Linked DNA regions of Rattus norvegicus: region 1 is linked to region 2. A link is a contact called in public Hi-C data. All regions are on one chromosome and are shown on one strand. Each heading gives the region's core, a stretch centred on a gene start, on an enhancer-like site or on the middle of the called end of the contact. The rest is flanking DNA. Distances are from core to core; before and after follow the strand shown.

Region 1 (5,735 bases), core at 2,993-5,492, 44 kb after region 2:
TCCCGGATGAAAGAGACTAACTACCTAGCCAGAGTCTGGGGTTTCTTGTCTGAAGACTCTGGCACTAGGGACCCCGCTGGGGTTCTAGATGCAACTGTGGCATGGAGCCCGGAACCAGAAAGGGCTGTTGTGAAATGGGGGAGGTTTCATTTGAGGGAAGATTGGGGAGATGTGCTGTGGGGTAAAAATGGGGTCACACTGGGGCCACATGGCATGCAGGGTCTTAAGCCACAAGGAGCAGGAACTTGAGCCAGAACACAAGGACAGGGTGTGTCCCGGACTCCCTGCGGGGGGTGCTGGAACTGACTTCTCCCTAAAGCCGGACTAGAGGGCTGCAGTCCAAGGAGACCTGTAACGCTCGCCTGGGACTGTGTGCCGTCCTCTTCTCCAGCCGGAACTGCACCACAGGCAGGTACGTGGAGTTCAGGTTTACACAACCCATCAGCTCTACCCGGGCAGTTTCCCTCCTCGTCCTCTTCATCCTCTTCCTCTTCCTCCTCTTCCTCATCTTCCTCCTCTTCCTCCTCCTCTTCCTCCTCCTCTTCTTCCTCCTGGTCCTCTTCCTCCTCTTCCTCTTCCTCCTCCTCTTCTTCCTCCCCCTCGTCCTCCTCCTCTTCCTCCTCCTCTTCCTCCTTCTCCTCCTCTTCCTCCTCCTCTTCCTCCTCCTCTTCCTCCTCCTCTTTTTCTTCCTCCTCCTCTTCCTCCTCCTCTTCCTCCTCCTCTTTTTCTTCCTCCTCCTCTTCCTCCTCCTCTTTTTCTTCCTCCTCCTCTTCCTCCTCTTTTCCTTCTCTTCTTTCTCTTATTCCTCCTCCTCTTTCTCTTTTCCTCCTTCTCTTCCTCCTCCCCTCCTTTTCCTCTTCCTTCTCCTCCTCTCCCTCCTCTCCCTCCTCTCCTTCCTCTCCCTCCTCACTTTTCCTTCTCTTCCTCCTCCTCTTCTTCTTCTCTTCCTCTTCTTCCTCCCCTCCTCTTCTTCTCATCATCCTCCTTCTTCTTGCCTGTTGTTGTTTTAAGGTAGAGACATACCTGGCCCCACACTTGCTTTGTAGCTGAGCATGATCTTGAATTTCTAATCTTCCTGCCTCCACCTCCTGGTTCTGGAATTGTAGGCTTGTACCACCAAAGAGTTAGAGTTCCAGTAAGAGCTTGTCTCAAAAAAACAAACAGATAAATAAAACAGCAGGTAAATTCCAAAAGAAATCAATTTGTGTGGGTTAAATCTTTTTTTTTTCTTCTCAACAGCCTTTATTGCAGGACCACCTCATTGCTGATATGGGGACGTGTGGGTTAAATCTTAACTGTCAACTTGACTGGATTGAGAAACACTTGGAAGGTCTGTAAAATCCGAAGGTATTTCTAGTGAGGACTAAAGACGGCAGAAGACCTACCGCTGGCTGTGGCTGTCGTCACACAGCAGGATGGAGGTTTGGGTGGGATAAGGAGAGACCAAGGAAGCGTTGTCCCCTCAGGAGCATCTTCTTTCTGCTTCCCAGCTGCCCTTTGTGAGCGGTTCTGTTCCTCACCCCCTACCCCGGCCCCGCTGCCTACCCCCAGCCTTAGTGGGTAGAAATCTTGGAAACCAGGAGTTAAAATAAATTCTTTCTCCCTCAAGTAGTTTTCTGAGCATGGATTGATCACGATGACTAAAATCTATCTAGTGCACAGTCCTTCAAGAACACCCATGCCACCATACTAAAGAGAAGCTCACTGGGTTGGGTTATATAGAGAACGAGTAGTGGTTCAAAGTAGAGTTAGGAAACTGGAAAATACTTCAAGAGAAATTTCATGATATATAGCACAGAGCTGGGAACCTATGAGAGGGCAAGGTTTGTTTTGGAATAAGAAGGGCCAACGTCATATAACATGGACTCTGTGAGGTAGAAACTGGAGTTAAAAGAAAACATTCAGTACGTAATCATTGGGAACATCTTCACATTGAAGATTCACATTGAATCCTAAGAAGGGTCCGTGTGTGGTGCCACACACCTATAGTTCTAGCACTCAGGAGCCTGAGGCCACAGGATTGAGACTAGCCTATACAGTGAGATCCTGTCTCAGAAATAAAATGAAAAAAAAAAAGCCTTAAAAAAGTAAAACACTTCCTATAACAGCAAAGCTAAAGAACATTGAAGACAAAAATATTCTTTAAAAAATATCGTGGAGAAATGAAGACCACAGAGGAGCAACGATCAGACTAAAAAGGTTTTTCTTCCTCCAATGGCTCTCAGAAGTTTAGAGGACGGCATGTCGGTGGAGAGCTCTGGAAAGCAATCTTACACCCAGTAAACCAAACTGTAGACAATCAGGATGGAGAATGTCGTACTTCAGGCCAGGCCTTGGTGAGAATGTGAGTCTTTGGAGTAAGTCAAGACTGGTGGGGTGTGCAGGGAGAGATCCAGGCTGCCCTGTTGGAGGATGGGTGCTTTCAACTTGAAAGTGATGAAAGCCAGCAGGGCAGTAGTGACACACACCATTAATCCCAGCACTTGGGAGACAGAGGCAGGCAGATCTCTGAATTCAAGGCCAGCCTAGTCTACACATTGAGTTCCAGGACAGGTGGGGCTACACAAAAAACCCTGGGGGAAAAAAAACCCACAAACCCTTCAACAACCCTGAAGAAATGCCCGAGGAGATAAAATGACAAGAAAATCCTGGCATGCCAGTAGGGTTAAAGGTCAGGCGTGGTCAGAGGATAACCCTCTGTCTCCTGAGGGCAGTTGTACCTCACTCTTTCTTTGCATTCTATTCAAATATTTCCTCTTTCATATGCTTTCTCTGTGCCTTTATTGGTTGCAATTGTCTCCCCTATGAAGTATTTCAGACTCTGTTATTCCATAGATCCACACTGCACTGGAGAGATGGCTCAGTGGTTAAGAGCACTGACTGCTCTTCCAGAGGTTCTGAGTTCAATTCCCAGCAACTACATGGTGGCTCGAAACCATCTGGAATGGGATCCGATGCCCTTTTCTGGCGTGTCTATGTCTGAAGAATCTGTGTCAGTGTAGTCATAGAACTAAAAATCAATCTTAAAAAAATAAGTAATTCCAAAAAATTCTAAAAACAGAACAAACAAAAAGAAACTCATACTGCACTGAGGGCACCTGGGAGAGGGATCAGGGCCTAACAGTAACCATCCCCTGGTAGAAATGCCCTTAGGGCACCTGTGTTAGTGACTTTCTTGTTGCTGTGACCAAGCCACTTAACTGACTCCCAGTTTATGGGATTTCATCCCCCTCGAGGCAAAGACAGTGTAGCAGTTATGGTGGCTGACTGTGGTGGCAGGGGCTTGTTCTTGCAGGATCCAAAGGCAGGGTTCAGTTCAGAGCCAGAGTCAGATATCACCTTCAAGGTTCACCTCCAATGACCTACATGCCTGCTGGGCCTCACCCCCAAGCAGTTACAGTCTCCCACACAGCCCCACTTGCTTTGGTCACTTGCGGACCAAGTGTTCAGACATGCAAGCTGTTTGAACCATATTAGCATTCCATGTCTGTTTCCACTTGCAGAAGGTGGTACTCATGTGTTGATCTCCCAGCCGTGGCTGTAGGCAGGGAAGATTAGTAATGGGTACTGGGCAAGATAACGGTGATAACAAGATCCAATCCAATGCAGTCCCACCTTGACTTAACTATGGCATCGCATCCTGGAGCTCACTCTGTAGACCAGGCTGGCCTCAAACCCACAGAGATCCGTTTGCCTCTGCCTCCTGAGTGTGAGGATTAAAGGCCTGGCCTGGTGAAAAGTATCTGTCTCCCAAACATGTGTCGGAAGCCTAATATCTGTGGATGGTATTTGAGGGCGAGACTTTGGAATGTTGTCGGGGTTACATGAGAACAAAGGGGTAAATTCCCCACGATAGGAAGAAAGACCAGAGCGGACAGTCTTGCTTTGTCCCAGCATGTGATATCCTCTGACATGTTATAGTGGACCAAGAAAGCCCCCTTCACATGCTGATCAGAGGCTGACCCTGCACTCTGCATTTCCAGGTCTCCAAAACTGGGAGCCAAACCACCATGTTTGCTTGGTAACTTGGGTGATAAGGTCGCCCTCGGCTCCCCAGGCTGGCCTCTTGCTTCGGCCCCTCACAGCTGGAATTACAGGAGTGTATTCCTGCACCCGGTTTTAAGCTTCGTAAAGCCCTTACATTCTAAATGACCCAATCATGGCAGTACAAAATAGACAGAGCGGAGAATTCCCTGAATTCATGTTCAGTGCCAGGCATCATAGCATGAGAACGCAGAACAGTGGAGAATATCAATTCTCTCTTTGTGGTCCTGGGGCTGCCCCAGGAGCTGTGGTTTGCTGCAGCTGCCCACTGCCCAGCAGCACAAATGCCACATCCCCGAGAAAAGATCCACATGGAAAATTTGAAGTTTGACTTCTTTTTTTTTTTAATTATTTTTAATTTTAAATTTTATTTGTATGATGAGTACACTGTAGCTGTCTTCAGACACACCAGGAGAGGGCGCCAGATCCCATTACAGGTGGTTGTGAGCCATCATATGGCAAAGGGAATTTGAACTCAGGACCTCTGGAAGAGCAGTCAGTGCTCTTAACTGCTGAGCCATCTCTCCAGCCCTGAAGTTTCATTTCTATTGAATGCATTTCCCTTTCTCAGCACCATAAAGAAAAACAACAACAGCAACAGCAACAACAGGGCATCACATTGTAAATCTGGGACTGTGTGGTATATTTGCTGAGCACCTGAGGCTTTCCCGGGCCCTTCTAGCCCACTTTGCATAGAAACTCCCAGGAGTGGCTTCCAACCCTGCTGGTAAAGGGAAAAGCTGCACCCTCACACGGCTGTGATTGTCTTAGTCAGGGTCACTGTTGCTGTGACGAAACCATGACCAAAGCAGCTCGGGGAGGAAAGGGTTTATTTGGCTCACATTTCCACAGCACTGTTCATCACCAAAGGACGTCAAGACAGGAACGCGAAGAAGGAAGGGACCTGGAGGCAGGAACTGATGCAGAGGCCATGGAGGGGTGCTGCTTCCCTGTTTACTCAGCCTGCTTTCTTATAGACCCCAGGGCCACTAGCCCAGGAACGTCACCACCCACAATGGGCTGGGTCCATCCCATCCTTCTCTAATTTAGAAAGTGCCCTGCAGGCTTGCCTACAGCCTGATCTTATGGAGGCATTTTCTCAGTTGAGGTTCCCTCCCCTCTGATGGCTCTAGCTTGTGTCAAGTTGACAAGCCATTCCATGATGGAATCACCCCAGGGCATACACAGGATGCAGGCTCAAAGCCTGCTGTGTGGAGGGGAAAGAGATAGTACCTGGGTCTTTTTTTTTATTATTATTTTTTTATTATATATGAGTACACTGTAGCTGTCTTTAGACACACCAGAAGAGGGCATCAGATCCCATCCCAGATGGTTGTGAGCCACCATGTGGTTGCTAGGATTTGAACTCAGGACCTCTGGAAGAGCAGTCAGTGCTGTTAACCACTGGGCCATCTCTCCAGTCCCTCTGTGCAGGCCTTGATGTAGGACAGAGGGAAGATGTCCTGCTGGGGCAGGTTCCAGCAGAAGGTACATTCAGAGGACATAGAAGTCCTCAAAGGCTCTAGATGTTGGCTTTTCCTGGATGAGCTGGGATGAGCTGGGAACACGGCAAGTCCTTGAGAAAAGAAACCACAGGGTGGAGGTTTGTGTCTCACATCTGTCTGCGTGAGAAAGCCAAGGGGCTGGCAGAAACAGAGAGAGAGGAGAGAGAGAGAGAGAGAGACAGAGAC
Region 2 (5,171 bases), core at 64-2,563:
ACTGGACGCCACGTGGCTGGGGAGCCGATGCTCGCAAACTCCTACCCTCAGCCGCGAGCCTGTAGGCGGCGCGGTGCGGAGGATCCCAAGGACTGGACAGGGGGCTCCCAGTGGGTGCTCGAAAGGCTCGGTAGCCAAGAGCTGGACACCCGAGCTACCGAGATTAGTTCCCCTCTGAATGACAGTAGGGAAAGAAAACTGTGACTTCAGGCCCCTGACTATGGGCCCCGCCTGGGGATCACGATCCCCGATTCAAATTCACTTCTCTCACTCCAACACCCTGCCCTCTCCCCGCCCCTGCGCGGTCTCCTTAGTGTCTTGTTCCGCGAGTCCCGGAGGACCCACCCGCTGGTCCCGGCGTGTGTGTGTGTGTGTGTGTGTGTGTGTGTGTGTGTGTGTGTGTGTGTGTGTGTGTGTGGTGGGGGGGGGGTCCGGAACATTTGACTAGAAGCTCCACGCAGGGTAGCAGCGTCCGCCTCATAAGCCTAGCAATCCTATCGCGCTGGCCTGGAGACATAATTAAAAAGAAAGTTTTCCAGCCTAGGCGGGTGGACCAGCCAGGTCCACTAGGCTCCGGGTTTAGCGGCCGCCTCCGCTCCCCGCCGGGTCCTAGCGCCCTACTACTCTGAAGAACCCGTGGGACCCTGGAGTTCTAAAGAGGCTGGGCGAAAGAGAGGTGCTCTGCTTGGAAGTAGTGGGGTCGCCTGGAGTTCAGAGATAAAGACGCACAATCTCAGCACTCTGGGCCTCGCCTTTCGGCAGTGCGCGCTAGGTTGCTGGTCCAAAGCAGTCCCTAACGTCCTTGCGCCGCGGCTCTCCGCCACAGCTTTTTAAAAATCCGGGTGGGAGACAGGCCTAGTCCCAGCTTTTAAGACAAGTCTGCACCACGGTAGCTCAAGACTAACATCCTCTCTCCAAACGCCCCCCAACCTTCACCTCCCCTTGCTCGGCCTCTGGATGCTCCCCGGCTCCCTAGGGTTGGCTGGAAGTGGGTGACTTAGAGGCTTAAAGGAGGGGCGCCTAACCACGGACCACGTGTGTGCGGGGGCGACAGCGCCGCCGGGGTGGGGCTGAGCGCCGCAAGCCGGGTTCGCCTAGCAGCGCAGGAGTCAGTGGGCGTTGCGCCACGATCTCTCTCCACTAGCACTGTGCTCCCGCCCCACTCACCGCCTTGGAAAGTCACAAGAGAAGGCAGGCTCTAAGACCCAGCAGGCACCATCCGGCAGGCGCCCTCCGCCCAAGACCCGCTTGGACACCAGGGGGCGATGCCCGACCCTCTATAAAAGCGGTCCCCGCGCGGGCCTGGCCATTCGCGACCCAAAGCTGCGCGGGCGCGGGCGAGTTGGGGTACTGGGTGGGCGGCGGCGACAGCGGCGCCACGCGCAGGCTGGAGGCCGCCGAGGCTCGCCATGCCGGGAGAACTCTAACTCCCCCATGGAGTCGGCCGACTTCTACGAGGCGGAGCCGCGGCCCCCGATGAGCAGCCACCTCCAGAGCCCCCCGCACGCGCCCAGCAACGCCGCCTTTGGCTTTCCCCGGGGCGCGGGCCCCGCGCCGCCCCCAGCCCCACCTGCCGCCCCGGAGCCGCTGGGCGGCATCTGCGAGCACGAGACGTCTATAGACATCAGCGCCTACATCGACCCGGCCGCCTTCAACGACGAGTTCCTGGCCGACCTCTTCCAGCACAGCCGGCAGCAGGAGAAGGCCAAGGCGGCGGCGGGCCCCGCGGGTGGCGGCGGTGACTTTGACTACCCGGGCGCCCCGGCGGGCCCCGGCGGTGCGGTCATGTCCGCGGGGGCGCACGGACCCCCTCCCGGCTACGGCTGTGCGGCGGCCGGCTACCTGGACGGCAGGCTGGAGCCCCTGTACGAGCGCGTCGGGGCGCCCGCGCTGCGGCCGCTGGTGATCAAGCAGGAGCCCCGCGAGGAGGACGAGGCGAAGCAGCTGGCGCTGGCCGGCCTCTTCCCCTATCAGCCCCCGCCGCCGCCGCCGCCACCGCACCCGCACGCGTCTCCCGCGCACTTGGCCGCCCCTCACTTGCAGTTCCAGATCGCACACTGCGGCCAGACCACCATGCACCTGCAGCCTGGCCACCCTACGCCGCCGCCGACGCCCGTGCCCAGCCCTCATCCCGCGCCTGCAATGGGTGCTGCGGGCCTGCCGGGCCCCGGGGGCTCGCTCAAGGGCTTGGCTGGTCCGCACCCCGACCTCCGCACCGGCGGCGGCGGCGGCGGCGGGGCCGGCGCGGGCAAGGCCAAGAAGTCGGTGGATAAGAACAGCAACGAGTACCGGGTACGGCGGGAACGCAACAACATCGCGGTGCGCAAGAGCCGAGATAAAGCCAAACAGCGCAACGTGGAGACGCAGCAGAAGGTGTTGGAGTTGACCAGTGACAATGACCGCCTGCGCAAGCGGGTGGAACAGCTGAGCCGTGAACTGGACACGCTGCGGGGTATCTTCCGCCAGCTGCCTGAGAGCTCCTTGGTCAAGGCCATGGGCAACTGCGCGTGAGGCGCGCGGCTGCGGGACCGCCTTGAGCCGGCCCCCTGGCTGGGGACCCGGAGGATGGTTTAGGGTCGCTGGATCTCTAGGCTGCCCGGACCGTGCAAGCCAGGACTAGGAGATTCTGGTGTCGCCTGAAAGCCTGGCCTGCTCCGCGTGTCCCCTCCCTTCCTCTGAGCCGGACTCGGTGCGTCTAAGATGAGAGGGAGTCAGGCCGTGGTGGTTTCTCCTTTAGACCGAGAGACTTCTCCGCGGAGCTGAGCTGGGAGCCCGGCAGTTTTAGTATTAAGGAAGTAACCTTGTGCCTTGGATACTCAAAACTCGCTCCTTTTCCTACCGAGTAGGGGGAGCAAACATGTGCCTTGATATTTTATTTGGAGGATTCCTGCTTCCTCCAGAGCTGCAGCAGGCCCCCATGAGAAAAATGAAGGGTGCAGGCCCAGGGCAGGAGGAAGATTCAGGAAGCTGAGGTCCCAGCAGTCCCTGAGCTGCCCCTCCGTCCCTGTCCTTAGAGGGGAGGGACTTAGGGAGTTGGGGATTTGAGTCTTAAAAGTGTCCCCACCCCTAGTTACATGGAGATGGAGGGTTCTTAGCCCCTTGCTTTTCGCTCCTCCATCTACATTCCTCCCCCCACCCCCAGCTTACAACAGGCCAGGTTTCCTTGGTGAGTTCGTGGAGAAGGGGGCAACACCCCCAGTCAGACCAGAAGGCTGAGTTGTGAACTGGCCATGTGGTTAAGCAAGTGGTAGAAGACAGGGACCTTAGTTTCTGGTCTTGGGGTGGAGGATGAAGACACTGGGACCATCCGCCTTGTGTGTACTGTATGTCGCCAGCCGCTGTTGCTGAAGGAACTTGAAGCATAATCGATCCATCCCAGAGGGACTGGAGTTATGACAAGCTTCCCAAATATTTTGCTTTATCATCTGATATCAACACTTGTATCTGGTCTCTGTGTCCCAGCGGTGCCTTGTGCAATGTCAGTGTGCGCGTCTATGCTAAACCACCATTTTATTTGGTCTTTTGTTTTGTTTTGGTTTTGCTCTGATTCTTGCCAAAATGAGACTCTTCACGAACGGCCAGGGGAAGGGGCTGAGTGAGGCTCTCATTCTTTTTGGTTTAGGGATGTTTGGTTTTTTTGTTTTGTTTTGTTTTGTTTTGTTTTCTTTCGCCTCCCAGAGGACCAATGAAATGAAGTGGGCTTCTCCCTCTCCCCTAGTTTTCCAAGGGTGTATGTAGTTGTGGGTCTTAGCTTCCTTCCTCCGGCTGAGACTTATACTGGCTTCCCCACCCACCCACCCCCATCCCCAAAGGCCCTGGCTCTGGGTCTGGAAAGAAGGCCACCTCCAGCCAATTTGTACACAACCCTGCCACTGGAAGCAGGGGTGGACTGCTTCCTTCTCTTCTTTTTTTGGGGGGAGGGGACACAAAGTTTCATGCTAGATGTCCTATGTATTATATCTATAATATAAACATATCAAACTCAATTTTGGTGTCTTTTTAAAACCAGAGAGAAGCCACTTGTAAGGTTTGCTCTGGGCTGGGTTCCACTTGAAAACAGCATTTTCTGTGTCTGAGGTCCTCCGTTTGCATATGTGGAGTCTCTCTTTACCTGGGTGATGTGCCACGGCAGTCAAGGGATAAGGACTCTAGGCTGAGAACACCGGGAGCCTAAAGACCAAGTCCTCTGGAACTCGGGGGTGGAGGGGTAGTGTTGTCTTAGGGTTGTGGTCTCTCTCTCTCTGCATCCTAGAACAAGAGGGAGCTGGAAGAACACCTCTGCTTGACAGGAGCCCTCTTAGAACCTCTCAGCTGCGGGGACCCTTTGGCTTCATTCCCAAATCACTCAGCTGCAGCCCTAGAGAGCAAGAACCACACCACCTTTGCCCAGCCTTCCAGTGGAGCCCTGCAAAACAGGACTCTTCACCCCTTACTGCCCACTTCCCAGGCTCCAGTGCCACCCAGGGCAGCAGCTTGGGTGCTGAGCCCCCTTTGCACCTGCCTTACCTTAGCCTACCTAGATTCATCTGCCCCACTTTCTCCATCCTGGCAAATGGGATTGGCTTCTAATGATTCCATGTCCACTGCTACAACTGCCCCATGAGATGCAGACATGGAGTTGGCTGTGGTAACAAGCCGGTAAGGAAAGGGTGGCCGTCCTCGCCATCCTTGTGGAGCCCAGAGGCCACTGGGCTCTTCACCTGGACTGTGATAGCTGAGCAGCTTACAGTATATATACTGGTGAGAAATGACAAGTTCTTTTAAATTCCGCAAACTTTAGTGTGACCAGCCTTTGTGGTTAAGTTGTCCCACCAACCCCTTACCCCTCCTCCCTCTCTGCCCTGTGCCTTGCCACCTCCTCACCCATAGCTGCCCTTGGCAGAGGAAAGGCCAAAGCCCAGTGAGGAGGCGGTGGCCTGCCCCGTCAGCCTGGGAACTAGGGAGGCAGAGCCCCACCGCCTGCCTAGAGGCTGGGGCAGGCCGTGGCTTGCAGGCCCCAGCAAACCCTCTGAGTTCAGTGTGGATTCCAGTTTTTCTTGTTTACAGGGAATGATCCTTGAATTCCCCCTTTGCTCTGAGAACAGGTCCTTGGCTGATCGGGGGAGGGGGCCCTCCTGCTCTCCTTTTCCTAGCACCTGACATGGGGGTGATCTTCTCTCCAGGGGCTCATG

The links. A called contact is a pair of places that touch in the nucleus more often than the background predicts.
Region 1: a contact with region 2 is called in a Hi-C map of Schwann cells, with 4 times the contacts expected there. The contact joins the enhancer-like site here to the promoter of Cebpa in region 2. A contact is called at or near these places in 10 of 12 Hi-C or Micro-C datasets (the Rat2 cell line, Schwann cells, frontal cortex and 5 more).

Annotation. Positions count from the first base shown.
Region 1 is chr1:96,935,844-96,941,578 of GRCr8, forward strand. LOC102555770 (a long non-coding RNA gene) reads right to left here. Exons shown (of 4, transcript XR_010062989.1): 4 at 4,431-5,620. LOC102555707 (a long non-coding RNA gene) reads left to right here. Exons shown (of 2, transcript XR_350260.5): 1 at 1-412; 2 at 1,240-1,608. Among named protein-coding and RNA genes, the nearest start is that of Slc7a10, 27 kb to the right of the region's middle. Within about 2 kb of position 4,243, at least 1 of the 93 cell types and tissues checked has an H3K27ac peak or open chromatin away from gene starts, as enhancers often do. A contact at or near this core is called in Schwann cells, where this site is marked.
Region 2 is chr1:96,895,271-96,900,441 of GRCr8, forward strand. Cebpa (CCAAT/enhancer binding protein alpha) reads left to right here and starts at 1,314. Exons shown (of 1, transcript NM_012524.3): 1 at 1,314-3,986. The coding sequence starts at 1,435. The coding sequence ends at 2,511.